Regions from separate parts of the Sus scrofa genome. Here region 1 is linked to region 2. A link is a contact called in public HiChIP or PLAC-seq data. All regions are on one chromosome and are shown on one strand. Each heading gives the region's core, a stretch centred on a gene start, on an enhancer-like site or on the middle of the called end of the contact. The rest is flanking DNA. Distances are from core to core; before and after follow the strand shown. Region 1 holds the start of FDXR (ferredoxin reductase). Region 2 holds the start of RECQL5 (ATP-dependent DNA helicase Q5).

Region 1 (3,021 bases), core at 386-2,885, 640 kb after region 2:
GTAATCTTTTTATGCTTTGACTACCTGTTTTTCCCAGGGAAAAAAAAATCATATATATCCTGGGCTCCTCTCCTACCTTTTTTGAGCAGTTTCTCAGAGTAATCTGAGAGGCCTCTCCTGGGCTAAGGTCCTCAGGTAAAGTACCCAAATAAATCTTTTTTTTTTTTTGTCTTTTTGCTATTTCCTTGGGCTGCTTCCGCGGCATATGGAGGTTCCCAGGCTAGGGGTCGAATCGGAGCTGTAGCCACCGGCCTACGCCAGAGCCACAGCAACGCGGGATCCGAGCCGCATCTGCAACCTACACCACAGCTCGCAGCAACGCCGGATCGTTAACCCACTGAGCAAGGGCAGGGACCGAACCCGCAACCTCATGGTTCCTAGTCGGATTCGTTAACCACTGCGCCACGACGGGAACTCCCCCCAAATAAATCTTAACTCACAACGTTAGACACGTGCATTTTCCTTTCAATCGACACTTGAATTAAAAAGATAATTAAAACAAAACAGTGTACCCTCCCATTGTGACAAAACGGCATCGGTGGCGTCTTAGGAGCGCTGGGACACAGGTTCGATTTCAGCCCGGCCACAGGGAGTTAAGGATCTGGCATTGCCACAAGCTGCGGTGTAGGTTACAGATGTGGCTCGGATCTGGCATTGCTGTGGCTGTGGCGTAGGCCGGCAACTGAAGCTACGATTTGACCCCTAGCCTAAGAACTTCCATATGCCGCGGGCGGGGCCCTAAAACACACACACACACACACACACACACGGATTTTTGCCTTATCTTTGATCTTTTGAGATACTGCATTACAATATTATTAACTTGATTACGAGGTTTTTGGCGCCCCGTATATTTTGCTCGGAAGGCCAGTGCCTCATTCACCTCACCCTACTCTAGTCTGTTGGACAAGGGTGGGAGACTGCCTATGTCTTAGTACAGACACTTGGGTAAGACCGTCTTCCTCTGTTCCCTCACCTATGTGAAAGGGAAGAGGGTTAAGCAACAAGATCTCCAAGGTTTAAAATTCTCCTAGTCTGGACCTGGACAGCCTTTTTCCGGGTCACACCTGTAATAACGCCCACCGTCGGAGAAAGCAGTAGCTAAAGTCTCGGCAGGAGATCCTTTTTCTCAGACTCTCGGACTCCGTAGTTATTACCCAATGGGCGAGGAGTCTCGCTAGAACCCGGCTTGTGATTGGCTAGAACAAAAAAAGAGCCGGGGTAAACCATCAAATAGGAACGGTGCCTAGCGTCATCAGCGAGCGACGAGAGAGCATCCAGAGGGAGTGGCTGAGTAAAGTAAGCTCCTTTCTAATTGGCTCTCTCTTTCAGGAGGAGTTGAAACAGCAATGGGGATTTGCTCTCCTCCAACTCTAGCTCCAGATAATTGGAGAGACCGTGAAGATTGGGGAAAAATTTATTAAGTCACCTGCAGCCCGGAAGTCCTGGGGGGCGGACCTTTAGCGGAGTGGGTGGACTGGGGGGGCGGGATTCTTTCAGGAGTTGGGGTGGAGCGGCCACACTAAGCTTTCCTCGAGAGGGGGAGGCGGGGCTTGGGGCGGGCCCGCGCTTGTGGGCGGGGTCAGGAGAAGGGCGAGGGAGGGGCCGCAACCTGCGCGGGGCGCAGGGCGGTCAGAGCGATCGGATCTGCAAGCTGGTTACTCTTCTCAGGAATGGCTCTGCGCTGCTGGCGCTGGTGGCACTGGTCGGCGTGGCCTCGGACCCGGCCGCCTCCTTCCGGGAGCACACAGAGTAGGAACAGGGCACCTTTAGAGCTGGATGGGAGAGCGGGGAGGCCTACGAGCGCTAAGTATAGCGGTCGGAGCCGAGCTGGGGCAGAGCTGGAGAGGGGAGAGAGGGGATCCGGGGCGAGACTGGAGGGGTGCACTCGTGCAGACGAGATGCGGGTGGTGTGCGGGGGCACATGGCGGCCTGTGTGGTGAAAGAAGAGGCTCCTGAGGTGAGACAGTGGTCAGCGACGGCGAGAAGGGGAGCCCATGATGTTCACAAGTGTGAGAAAGAGTGGATGAGGGTGACATGGAGTTCTGTGGGGCAAGAGGGAAGTCTGAGGCGAAACAGGAGTCTTTATGGGCTACAATGTAGGGCTCTGTGGAGAGAGGGGGGTTAGAAAAAGTAAAATGAGGCATTGTGGGGCGATCCACAGGGGTGAGATTGGGATGATATGGGGTCTTTGGAAAAATGTATATTCTTGCTGGGTCGGTAAGGACCCGGTAAGAAAAATTAAGAAGTACTGCACAGGGCAGCTTCGGGGGTGATAGGGATTGTTGAGTGGCAACTTCCGAAGCATAGGAAGTTCATGGGTGAGATGGGAGCTCTGGATGGAGACACAGCCCTTGGGGTTTCAGAAGAAGTAAGGGACCCTGCAAACTCCAAAGCTCTGAGGAAAAGGAGGAGGACGTAGATGAGGGTAAAGCCTGGGAAGCTCCGTCTTCTGTTTGACACTCAAGTTGGCTTGAGATGGGGGAGGGAGCCTTGATGTGACCTTCCTCTTCTGTCCCCCTGCCCTAGGCTTCCGCCAGCAGTTCTCCACACAGGAGCAGACCCCCCAGATCTGTGTGGTGGGCAGTGGCCCAGCTGGCTTTTACACGGCCCAACACCTGCTAAAGGTAAGCCTCTTCCTCCTGCTTCCCTTTACCATATTCACCTGCTGCTCCAGTCCTAAGGGCAAACTCCACCCTTTTGGGTTTTAAAAGCCCTCCTGGATCCCTGATGGGGAAGGGACCCCAAGCCCATCTAGATGGAACACTACCTGGAGTTCCTGTTGTGGCGCAGCGGAAATGAATCTGACTTGTATCCATGAGGATGTGGGTCCGATTCCCAGCCTTGCTCAGTGGGTTAAGGATCCAGCGTTGCTGTGAGCTGTAGTGTAGGTCGCAGACGCAGCTCAGATCCTGAATTGCTATGGCTTTGTTGTAGGCCGGCAACTGTGGTTCCAGTTCCACCCCCTAGCCTGGGAACTTCCATATGCCTCGGGTGAGGCCCTAAAAAGCAAAAGAAAAA
Region 2 (2,993 bases), core at 211-2,710:
AGAACGCAAGGAAACACTTGGGTGATTTGAGTGGCCAGGATTATTTCCGAAGATCAAAAGAAAACCTAAATGACCTTAGGCCCAGATTCCGCTTTGGGGAAAGTTACTACCTTTAGAGTATGAATTCCTTACAAGAACAGGGAAGAACACCGAGTAACATTAAATTCCATTTCCAGTGCTTCCAAGCCATCCATTATGCCAACGGAAGCCTTCCCTTCTCTGAACTATTGTACCACGTCAAGCATCTCTTTCGATCTGCATATGTCTACCTTGTATCCCAGGCACCAATGAACTTGTCTTTTCTTACAAGATCAGGACTCAAATGTCCTCCCCTAGGAACAGGACCTTGAACAGGGGCCACCTCGAGAGGTTCCCCATTTATACCTACTTGAGAAACAAAATCTCTTTCTATGTTTAAAAAAAACCCCAAACATCAGCAACCCCCCCCAAACAATACAAATTACCAAGAAACCACCAGAGAGCCTCCTGACAGGCAAAGACCACACAAAACTATGAGAAGCTAAACGAGGCCAAATCCTCCCTCACTTTCCAGATGAGGAAACCAAGGTCCAGATACACTGGGTAATTTGCTGCCTCTCTATACTGCCATAAAAATCTGCTCTCACTTCCTAGTAACGTGATTCTCAACCTGAGCAGGGCAACAAAATCACTGGTGGGCTTTGACAACTCACAAAGTAATGGAATCACCAAGGAGCCTTGGAAAGCTCGCAAATGCTCAGATCCTTCCCCAGATGTACAGAATTACTCTCTTTGACAGTGGAGACCGGATGCGTGTCATTTTAAAAGCTCCGAGACACGTCTAGGGTACATTACTAATTAAAAGTTTCGCTCTCCTCCACCAAACAATAAGCCCGGACAAAATATGCAGTGGTTCAGAAGCCTTGGATCCTCTCCACCCTTGGTCCACCCTTCTCCCCGGTATGATGCCCAGTACGGAGAAGACTTTCAATAGGTTCCGACAGGATAATCGAATCAACAGAAGGAGACGGTCCATTCTTACAAAAGAGCATCTAACGCTCGGTCTAGCCCAGGACCCTGAGCACCCTCCGGGGCTCCGGCGCCCGATGCTTGGGGCACAAAGACTCCCTCTTTCCCTCCCGCCCTATTAGGGAAGCATCATTCAGGGCAGACACCCGATTTCCCCCCTTCTAGCTCCCTACTCACCAGCCGCGCTGCCTGCCGTTTCCACTCCAGCTTCGCCGTCAGACTCGGGCTCTGAATCTTCCGCATAAACTGCCAGAGACGACAGGACATTCTTCTTCCCCGCCATCTTATTCCCGCACACCCGGCGCGCCTCACTTCTATGACTCCAAAAAGCCGACTTCCGTGCAGAAAGGCGACTTCTTCCGGATCCCAGGAGACCCCGCGCCTGTTTCAGACAGAGAACCAATCAAAAAGGCCGTTTCCGCGCTTGGCTCCGCCCCTCATCCCCGCGCCGGCAGAACGTCATCACTGCGAGACGGATTCAGGATTAAGTGGGTTTTACCTGACATTGCAGTCCCAGCGGTTTGGCTTCTCAGGGTTACCTGAGGGTTATGGGGGTCTTCGAGTAGTTCCCGAGCCCGTGGGCAGCAGCGGCCCGACAAGAGCCCTTCGCCCCTGGGAGCCCACTGCCGGCTCTGATATCTTGGGGTGAAGAGAGGGAGGCTTTGGCTGGGGAAGGGAGAAAAGAGCGAATCTGAGGCTCAGAGGAGGATGAAGGAAGAGCTTTCCTCTGGGGGTTGGGAAGAAGGTGTCGGGGTCCTGGGGGGAAGAGTGGTCCTCATGGCTGTGCTTGTAGAGCAAAGGGTGGGTCATAGAAAAATAATTCCACTTCCTCCAAATCCTTCCGAAGACATTTGTGCTTCTTCTCGTGATCTAATTTCCAGCTCTGTGCTATGCTGGGGCCTGGCATAGTTCGATGTGTTATTTTCACTGAGCGTAAGAATGGAGATGTCATTTACCTAGGAATGTATTGCTGGAGGCTGTTCACCCGGAGCTATATTTCTTGAAAATAATATATCGTTCGAGTGTAACAAAGCAAATTTAGTTCCTGCCGTGGCGCAGTGGGTTAAGGATCCTGCTTTGCCTCAGCTGTAGCGTAGGTTGCAGCTGCAGCTCAGATTTGATTATTGACCAGGGATGTTCCACATGCCAGGAGTCTGGTCAAAAAAAGAAAAAAAGCAAATTTTTACTCAGAAAAAATAAGCAGTCTTTGAAAAGCAGAACAGGGGGTTCTTGTTGCAACCATAGGATCATCACCTTTGCCTTAACATTTGGCCACTGTCTATTGGTAAGATGAGCACCCACCCTTTTGACCCTGAGCGTCGCGTCCGGAGCACGTTGAAGAAGGTCTTTGGGTTTGACTCTTTTAAGACGCCTTTACAGGAGAGTGCGATCATGGCTGTAGTGAAAGGTAATATTAACCAAACTGCCTGTGTTTACACTTGTGCTGGCTGTCCCCTAACACCACCAAAGAACGCCTTCTTTTTGACCCTTCTTACCTTCCCACCCTTGGGCCATGTTTGGTTTTGGAGATCTTACAGACCTGTCACCCAAAACTTGAAGCTTTCTCTCTCTCTCTCTCTCTCTCTCTCTCTCTCTCTCTTTCTTTTTGGCTGCACGTGGAAGTTCCGGGGTCAGGGATTGCGCCTGAGCCACAGCAGTGACACCGCCAGATCCTTATCCTGCTGAGCCACCAGGGAACTCCCCCAAACTTGCAGTTTTATTGGCAGAACCACCCAGCTGTTTTGCCTCTTATATTCATAGTCAGAGCTAAGGTTATCTTTGGAAACAATTCGTAAATTTCCATTCTCATTTGTTGGTGTATAGGCAGTAACGGAGGGATAGCAGACATAGCCTAAGCCAGTCACTGGCCTCGTAGGTAATTCCATTGTTGAAGATGGCGTGGCCTGAGTCCCAAATGGGGAAGGAAGGTGTGATAATATTATAAGCCTGAAGTTTGTTGATAAATAGAGGTTGTCCAGAGGGGA

Evidence for each region. HiChIP or PLAC-seq counts read pairs in DNA pulled down with a chosen protein or histone mark.
Region 1: a contact with region 2 is called in an H3K27ac HiChIP or PLAC-seq map of alveolar macrophages. The contact joins the promoter of FDXR here to the promoter of RECQL5 in region 2. A contact is called at or near these places in 1 of 47 Hi-C or Micro-C datasets (heart right ventricle) and 1 of 2 datasets of contacts at active chromatin or transcription factors (alveolar macrophages).

Annotation. Positions count from the first base shown.
Region 1 is chr12:6,370,660-6,373,680 of Sscrofa11.1, forward strand. FDXR (ferredoxin reductase) reads left to right here and starts at 1,636. Exons shown (of 12, transcript NM_001244727.1): 1 at 1,636-1,752; 2 at 2,530-2,627. The coding sequence starts at 1,674.
Region 2 is chr12:5,730,876-5,733,868 of Sscrofa11.1, forward strand. RECQL5 (ATP-dependent DNA helicase Q5) reads left to right here and starts at 1,461. Exons shown (of 20, transcript XM_021066624.1): 1 at 1,461-1,643; 2 at 2,285-2,416. The coding sequence starts at 2,299. SAP30BP (SAP30-binding protein) reads right to left here and starts at 1,371. Exons shown (of 11, transcript XM_003357968.4): 1 at 1,186-1,371. The coding sequence starts at 1,291.